Regions from separate parts of the Rattus norvegicus genome. Here region 2 is linked to region 1. A link is a contact called in public Hi-C data. All regions are on one chromosome and are shown on one strand. Each heading gives the region's core, a stretch centred on a gene start, on an enhancer-like site or on the middle of the called end of the contact. The rest is flanking DNA. Distances are from core to core; before and after follow the strand shown. Region 1 holds the start of Foxf2 (forkhead box F2). Region 2 has its middle 240 kb from the start of Exoc2.

Region 1 (4,149 bases), core at 1,202-3,701:
GGAATTAATCAGGGTTTATCTCTATCCTGTAGATAAAGCATACAAACACAAAATTCTCTCCAGCACTCCCTACTCTCCTCACACCATCCAACCACTTTTCACAAGTCAATAAATTTTCATAATCTTCAACCCACACAACATAAACCAACCACACTGAAAGTGGCCTCTATGCACATTTCCTGGGGGTGAGGGGAGGTAATCACACTAGGGCACCTACGCCCTGATGCCCAGGACAAACTTGTGTTATTAACTTAGATCCACTGTGTGTGTGTGTGTGTGTGTGTGTGTGTGTGTGTGTGTGTGTGTGTATTTTCAAAGACTTCTCAACACCACTTTGGTGCCTCCTGTCACTAGCGAAGTCCTTGGGATTCCCTTCTGTTTTTCTCTCTCCCCTTCCCTACCATCTCCTGTCATTACATGGTAAGAACTCTCCCTCACCTGCTCTACTTCACAGAGAACCGGCCCCCTTTTGCCATCTACTTTAGGAAGTAAAGGCAAACAAAATTTAGACTTTGAAAAGAGTAGGGGGAACAAAATGATTCAGACCCAATTCCTCGGCCAAGGTCTCCAAAGGTCACATGCCTTTTTTCAGAGCTGAGTCTGTCCTAACTGGGAGAAAGTCCACAGTGTCCTAATGAAGGCCAAGAAGGTTAGGACTTGGCACCACCCTTCACCAGTTTGGGAATTCTGAGCCCCCCTCCCCCCAACCGGCCCAGAGCATCAGGGAAGGTTATAAGATTAAATCCTCTCCTCTCACTCAGGAATAGGGGACCGATTCCCCACCCACCCCCGCCACCCCGCCCCTGTATCCCAGTTCCCCATAACCCAGCTTTGGGGACTGAGGGTGCAGTAGCCCTGGCCCTCAGAGGCTATGCTTGCAACTGGCCTTGGCGCACTTTATTACCTGAGAGATCCTCCCGGGCGTTCTGGTGCAAGTAGCTCTGTTCCAAAGAGTAGGAAGACATGCTGGGATGCAGACCAGCAGAGGCCGCGGGATTACTGCTTGGCGTCAGGGCAGGCGGCTGCTTGAGGTAAGGTGAAGCGCCAGGCGAGCTCCAATGTGCCGCAGGGCTAGTATAGGGCGAATGGCACTCGATGGCGCTTGCCATGGCCGGGGATGAGGGCACAGGGCTGCTGCTGCTGTCCGGCCCATAGTCACCGCCGCCACCGCCGCCACCCGCTGCCGCACCGACGCCCGCAGGACCTGCGGGTACCGGGCAGCTGGCCATATAGGTGGAGCCCGGGTTGGGCGACATGTGGGGGACGTGATGGTGGTGGAGGTGGTGTGGGTGCGCGTGGCCCGGAGCACCCGCCCCTGTATCATACCCTGCGGGCATCATGTCGAGGCCACCATAGCCGCCCTGGCCGTGGCAACCCAGGGGCGCTGACGGGGGCGCTTGGAAGTCGAAGCCCTGGGGCAGTAGCGAGGCCCCGAAGCCCAAGCCGCTCACCACGCGATGGTACATGGGTTTGAGAGCCTGGCACTTCCGCCTGAAGCCGCGCGGACGCCGGCGGAACGAACCCTCCTCGAACATGAACTCGCTGGCCGGGTCGATGGTCCAGTAGTGGCCCTTGCCCGGTCGCCCGAGGCCCTTGGGCAGCTTGATGAAGCATTCGTTAAGCGAGAGGTTGTGGCGCACAGAGTTCTTCCAGCCCTGGTAGGCGCCACGGAAAAAAGGGAAGCGCGCCTGCAGGAACTGGTAGATCTCGCTGAGCGTCAGGCGTTTGCTGGGCGAGCTCTGTATGGCCATGACGATGAGCGCGATGTACGAGTAAGGAGGCTTCTCTGGCCGTCGCAGCCCGGAGGTCGCCTTCTTAGTGCCCCCACTCCCAGCGCCTGTGCCGCCGCTGCTCGCCGCACTCTTGCAAGCACCCGCCGAGGCGCTGACCGAGTTGGAAGAAGACGAGGCACAGGAAGCAGAGGATGAAGAGGACGACGACGAGGTGGACTCCAGGGTGGCGGCGGGTGGCGGGCTCATCAAGGCGGCCTGGAGCGCGCCGGGCGCCGGGCTGCACGCGCGGCGGAGTGGGGCAGGCGGCGGGCGCGGCGGGGGTGGCGGAGGCCCGCCCTCGGTGCTCATCTGGGAGCCGGGAGCAAGGCCCGGCCTGGGGGGTGGACCCCGGACGGAGATTGGCGGCGCCGGAGCCGGGTCGGTCCACAAACCGAGTGAGTGCCCTACTGCGCCGGCCGCGCTGCAGCCGGGGCCACTGCGGGCCAGCGCTTCGGCGTCGCCTCCCTCAGCTCTTCTGGGGCTTCGGGCGGCGGCGGCGGGTCGAAGGCAACGCCCCGCGCATCCCTCTTCCGAGCCTCCGGCCCGCGCCTTGCGCAACCGTCTCCTAAGCCACCGAGGCGACGCTGCCTGGGGCCGGACAGTTGCGCCCTCGAGCCAAGATCTCAGCCCGGACCCCGGGGACTAGCCCGTCGTCTTCTTTCAGGAGTGCTCCTCTCTCTGTCTCTTGGACTTCCTCCCTGGCGCGCCCTCCCCGCGGCCGCTTCGCTCCCTCCCTCCCTCGCTCCCTCCCTCCACCCCACCCCGCCCTGCCCCCTCCTCGCTCCGCGCCGCCCGCCACGGGGAGGGCGCACTGGGCTCGCGTCACTCCTCCCCCTCTGGACCTGGCTGCGGGCTTCTGCTCTTATCGCCTCCCGGACTCTCCGGGGTCCTGCTCGCACTACAAATTCCTTTCGGGCTCTTTCCCTTTCCCCATCTGCCCTCTTCAAAGCCAGGGCTACAGATCCTCAGGCATTCTGCTGGGAGGAGAACTCCCAATCCTGGCAAGACTCGACTACCTCTGACTTCAGCAATTCATTCTCTGTCCCTTCCAGCAGCCCGTTTCTTATCACAGAAGTGCCCCAACCCCGCAACCCGTGAGTGGACACACCCTGCCCCTCCTCCACCCCCGCCGGACCCTGTGGGGACTGAGTTTTGGGGAGACAGTGCCCTGGAAGAGCTTCCTTAGCTACGGTCCCCAGTGCCCGAACTGACACCATCTGTCAACTTCATTTAGACAGTGCGGCCCTCAGCCACACGCCAGGGTGCCAGACGTCCCAAGGTAATGTGCCAATCCTGGGTCTCTCTCTCTCTCTCCCTCTCTCTCCCTCTCTCTCCCTCTCTCTCCCTCTCTCTCCCTCTCTCTCCCTCTCTTTCTCTCTCTGGCTGGACATGCAGGCTTCTGAGAGGTCATAGCAGAGGGCAAGTCCAGGGCGCCTTTGAGCTGTGCCCAGGGCAGTTATGAGCATATTTTCAGCTGAGCACTGGGGTTTGGGTGGAGAAACCTGGGCCAACTTTTAGGGACTTGGGACTCTCTTGAGTCGAATGGATTCCGATTTTTATTTACTTCCACCTTCCACTGATTGTCATTTCCACGTCATGGAGAGAGTAGTAGAGGGAGAGAGAGGGAGAGGGAGAGCCTGCCTGAGGTGAGGAGATAGTTGTATTTATCATCAACACGGAAGGTAAGCGCAGCAGCCAGTGGGTTTACAGTGTCAGTCTTCCCGCCCCCCAATGTACCATGGCCAAGCTCACTTCATTCGAGAACACTCCTCCAGTTGTGGCTTATTCCTCTCGGTAAGAGTCGGCTCAGAGAGAGATGGCCCTCGGGAGAAATCATTCCAATGAGACCCGACAGTTAGTTATTGGATTACACGTGCGGGGAAATGTAGTCTGACCTCGGACAGGGGCTGCAAAGAGAGTTGCAGGCTGAAGTAGGCCTGACCACACAAGGGCTGGTGGCCAGGCCCAGAGGGAAGGAGATGCCCACCAGGGGGACAAATAGAAGGAAGGCACAGTAATGCACCAGCCCTGAGAAGTCTGCGTTTGCCTGGTGTGTACTGAGGAGTCTGGGAAGATGGGAGGGAGGGCAAGGAGGAGAGTGCAGGACCCAGTAAAGACGTTACAAAGAGCCTTGTGGAGCGAGTGGGGTCTGGCCTCCTGGGGGTGGGGAGCTGCCCCAGCTCTCAGTGTCCTAGTGCACGGGGACTGCCCCTGATGGAGATTGTTGGTGGGTCTGAGGAACAGAGGAAAGGGCGGGTGCGGGAGGGGGGGAGGGGGCTGGCCCCAGACAGTGACCTGAAGTTGAGTGGAAGCAGGCTTTTTCCATCAAACCCTGCCTGGATACCACACACAGAGCCCGAGTGTCAGTTTACTGCCC
Region 2 (4,178 bases), core at 233-2,732, 430 kb after region 1:
GTCAGAGCAGTGTGGAAGAAAGGGAAAATAACAACTTGGCATACAGAAACCACCCTGGGTTTTTTTCCAACACATTCATCAGTAAAAATCACTTCCCGTTACTGGGCTGGAATAAGGTGATGAATCCACTCTTAAGTCACCCAGGTAGCCAGATGGTCTCTCTGTTCCTGGGGAGAAGCCAGAGGAGGGAGCAGCCACCAGAGCTCAAGCCGCTGCTGTCCTCTTGTGGCCTGCTGGATGCTGTGCTCTCAAATCCATTCAAGAAAGGAGAAGCCATCAGCCTACCTGCAGCTCTGAAAGCTACCATAGAAACGGGGTTTCTTTTCCAAAAGGGCTGAAAATGAAGAATATCTATGCATGGGACACTGCCCAGCAGGTATTTCTTGCCCAGACTGGGCATGAGTGGATGGAAACATCCATTCCTGAGAAGGAGGGAGGCTGCATCTTTGAGTGGAATTTCCCCACCTCTTAGTGCTGGTAGAACAGTGCTCTTCCACAGGACAGTATATACTGGTTTATTCACTGGGGAGTGATGGGCAAGCTGGAGCAAACGTGGACTAGAAACAAGCAGCTGAACAAGTCTAGATCCAAACTTCCCTCTGCTAAACTCAGAACTACAGAGCTGCTAACAGTCTACCCTGTCTGACCATGAGTCCCGTATTCTGAGTTTAATCAAAATGTACTCACATAATAAACAGCATCAAGTACCAATAATATACAGGTTGCCTCAGGGGCTCATCGTTTAGGACCACACTGCCCCCTTGGAGTTTAGGGTTTGTGTTGTCAAATATCAGAGTTGGGACCCATCTTTCAATATGAAATTCATTCATGCATCACAGCATGAGGTAACTTATATAACATTTTCAACGTGCCAGTGTCTGATTGTCATCTATCACTTGAGGTCAATACGGAATTTTCCATTTGTGGTATCTTAGTGCTGCTAATTTCTGATTTCAAAAACTCCAGTTGGGGAGTTTCTTGTAATGAGTGCTGAGCATAGAGCGTGTGAAATGTTCTGTGCCTTCTAATCCAGGGAGCAAGCTTACTTGCCTTTTTCTGGGTCTAACAGCAAAGTCTTTTGTGCCACAGAGAACTCAAGTCCCTGCCTGACTGGCAAGCAGCTCATGAAGGACAGACCCAACAGACACGCTGATGTTCTCCTGCCCCAAGAATCCCAGTTGAAGACTCCACAAGAACATGTAGAAAGTGGAATCAGCAGGAGAAATACACGAGATTTTCAAAGAACTATAACAGTGCCAACTATAGCTGGCACTGTCCAGAGGCCTGGACCCCACCCCTAGGGTGGCACAGGGAACTGCAGGTGCCACCAGCCCGCTGACCATCAGGGAGACACTCCCATGAATCTAAAGTTAGGGGACAATCTATTTGAAAGGCACCATTCAAAGGCAGCACTGTGTGATGTTCTGAAGGAAGTCACTGGGTACAGAAAAGGTGACTCACAGGCAGATCTGAGAGGCCTATGGGTTATTTTGTCTACACTGAGGGAAGGTTACAATAAGCTGATGTCATTGTGACGGGCATAGTCTGTTTCCCTCTGAAAGAATTCATTTCCAGCGGCGGGGGGTAAGTGTTAGATCTTTTGTTTACCTTGCAGTGGAATTCCCAGCCGTGCCCATGGAGTTCTGAATTGCCAACTTTTGTGAAGTAATCCAGAAGGGTAAAGAATTCTGTTTCCCTTACTGATACAAGAAGCCTTTCTTTATTAATTCATGAGAGGAAAAACAATTATCTTCCTATGAATTTTTTTTCTGGTTACTTTCAAATGAACCAGAAAGAGGGGATACTTGGATGCTCTCAACAATGGAAGCAAGTGGCTGGCCTCATTTTTCAGATACTCCACGAAAGGCAAGCATAGAACTCAAATGCCAGGCAACTTGTTCTGAAGAAGTGTGCTGATTTACCCAAGTTGTGTAGTAACTATACAGCAATCAGTGAGAGATAGATAGATAGATAGATAGATAGATAGATAGATAGATAGATAGATGGATGCTGACACACACAGTTGACTCATGGTGCATGTGTAGAGTCCTTATTGAAAAGCAGTAAGCATATAGCAGATGGGTATATGACTAAGAGGACTAAATATAATGCCATGATTTTTGATGGTAGAATTTCTGATCATTTTGATTCTGGATAAGTAGGAGTTGATAATGGAGAATAGATGATAGATAACTCATCAAATGTAGTTAATGTAATTGAGATGTTCTTGAATATAGAATGTAGTACAAATATATTCAATGTAGATCAGATTAAATATAGTCAACGTAATGTTGTGATAACAGTGAATTAGAAATAAAAAGAGCTAGGCATAGTCACACACCCCCATTAACTCCAGCATTTTAGGTAGCTGGGCAGCCAGAGTCAGAAAGTCCAATGTAGCCAGAGTACATAGCAAGAGCCGTGCCAAAACTCAAGCAAATATATAAAAATAAAAGATGTCTTAAAGTGCAGGAGCTTACGATGGGAAGAATCCTCCATCTTTCTTGGTGAGATTCCTCTGTTCTACCACAGCAGCACTGTACTGGTTGTTCCCATCCAGGATTTGTCAGAATCAACTCTGCCTTGCAGCTTTCTCATTGAGAAGCAATGAATTGGCCTGGAAACAATTATGAATTGTTTAGGCGATTCTGGGCAGGCGGATCTAAACAGAAACGCTCTTGTAAAGTGGACAGATGTAGGTTATTTCACTTACTGTCAGCTTCATCCCTTCACTGAGCAGACAAGGATATAATGGCTTGAATGCCGAACCCACCTTGTGACCATAACAAAAGAACATACACCTTACAGATAGGAGAGTGGGGACCGGGGGGACACACTTGACCTACGGTGCATATGTGGAGATCAGAGGACAACTTGGAGGGCTTGGTTTTCTCCTCTACCATGTGGGTTTGGGAGACTGAACTCAAGCAGCCAAGCTCAGCTGGGGGAAGGATCTCTTACGTTCTTCTACCCACACAGGGAGGAAAAGGAGGAGAGGAGGGAATGGAGAGGAGGAGGGAGAGGAGGAGAAAGAGGAGGAGAAAGCCTGTACACAAGCTCACAGAGGGCGGGAGAGACAGAGAGATAGAGAGACACAGAGAGATGGGGACAGAGCATATCATACATCCAGAGCTTTTGACATACACATACTTGAGAGTTTTTACTGTACTCATCGATATCCAGAGGACATTTTATGGCGAGAAGGATTTTGTTACATCTTTTATAGAGCATTAAAGATTTCTTTAAAATGTTCCTTCAGCGCTGTATATACTGGGCAAGAAATCCTTAATGTTCCTGAATTTGTTTCGGCCTCAATTTAAGATTGCCCCGTTAAATAAAGTGTCTTAAAAGCCGCATGCCTGTGTGTTTTGACTTAAAATTAAAAGAACTCTGTGATTCTTTTGATTTTGTTAATATTCCAAAAATAAATATTTGACTCATAAAGGTTAGGGGATTCGTTCCTGTTTACAGCTGTGCACATGTCTTGTGCCGGTGCCAGTTCTGTCAGCCACACAGCTGTCCCTCCAGTGGGCTGTGGCCAGCCAGCTGTGTGCCCTAGGTTGTTTGAAGACTGTTAAAAAGGGAGTTCGGACTTTCATGTGGACAGGTGTCCCGGCGTAAAGCAAAGTTGCCTTCTAAAGAATGTAATAAGAGGGATCCCGTGCTGGACTCCATAAAACACTTGAAATTGAATGCAGGTAATGAAACAAAGGGGTGCCTACAACTTGAACAATAGACTTTTTTTTCCCAATTTGCCTTTTGCCTTTTATGAGCAGGTACCTGATGTGGTTTGGCCCCACCCAGGGCATCCTCCTCCGCCACTCGGGTTTCTTCACCTCCCAGGAGGTTAGGCTTCCTCAGTCATGCAGGGCTTCTGCGGGACTGTCTTTGGCTCTCATCGCTCCTGTGTTGCTGGGCTTTCTTAGCTGCAGGGCTAAGACACAGGGAATGCTCGCCTGCTTCAGCCAGCACCCTGGCTAGACGAGGCTGTGTGCTACAAATATGCTGGTGCCATTCGGTTAGGAGGCTACGCTGCTGTGGCTTGCAATTCCTTTCCACAAATCATGAGCCACCTGGCCAGCAGCATTTGAAAAGAAATTGAACATGGATGTATAAAAATTTAGCCAACAGGATTTTAGCATTTGGTTTCAAAACAGTGGCAAATTTATTGGTGAATT

What was found. A called contact is a pair of places that touch in the nucleus more often than the background predicts.
Region 2: a Hi-C map of the A7r5 cell line shows a contact between it and region 1, with 7 times the contacts expected there. The contact joins the enhancer-like site here to the promoter of Foxf2 in region 1. A contact is called at or near these places in 5 of 12 Hi-C or Micro-C datasets (the A7r5 cell line, the Rat2 cell line, Schwann cells and 2 more).

The regions. Positions count from the first base shown.
Region 1 is chr17:33,048,808-33,052,956 of GRCr8, forward strand. Foxf2 (forkhead box F2) reads right to left here and starts at 2,452. Exons shown (of 2, transcript NM_001400749.1): 1 at 905-2,452. The coding sequence starts at 2,081. LOC120097779 (a long non-coding RNA gene) reads left to right here and starts at 2,483. Exons shown (of 3, transcript XR_005495507.2): 1 at 2,483-3,051.
Region 2 is chr17:33,475,814-33,479,991 of GRCr8, forward strand. No RefSeq gene overlaps it. Among named protein-coding and RNA genes, the nearest start is that of Exoc2, 240 kb to the right of the region's middle. Within about 2 kb of position 1,483, at least 8 of the 93 cell types and tissues checked have an H3K27ac peak or open chromatin away from gene starts, as enhancers often do. A contact at or near this core is called in the A7r5 cell line, where this site is marked.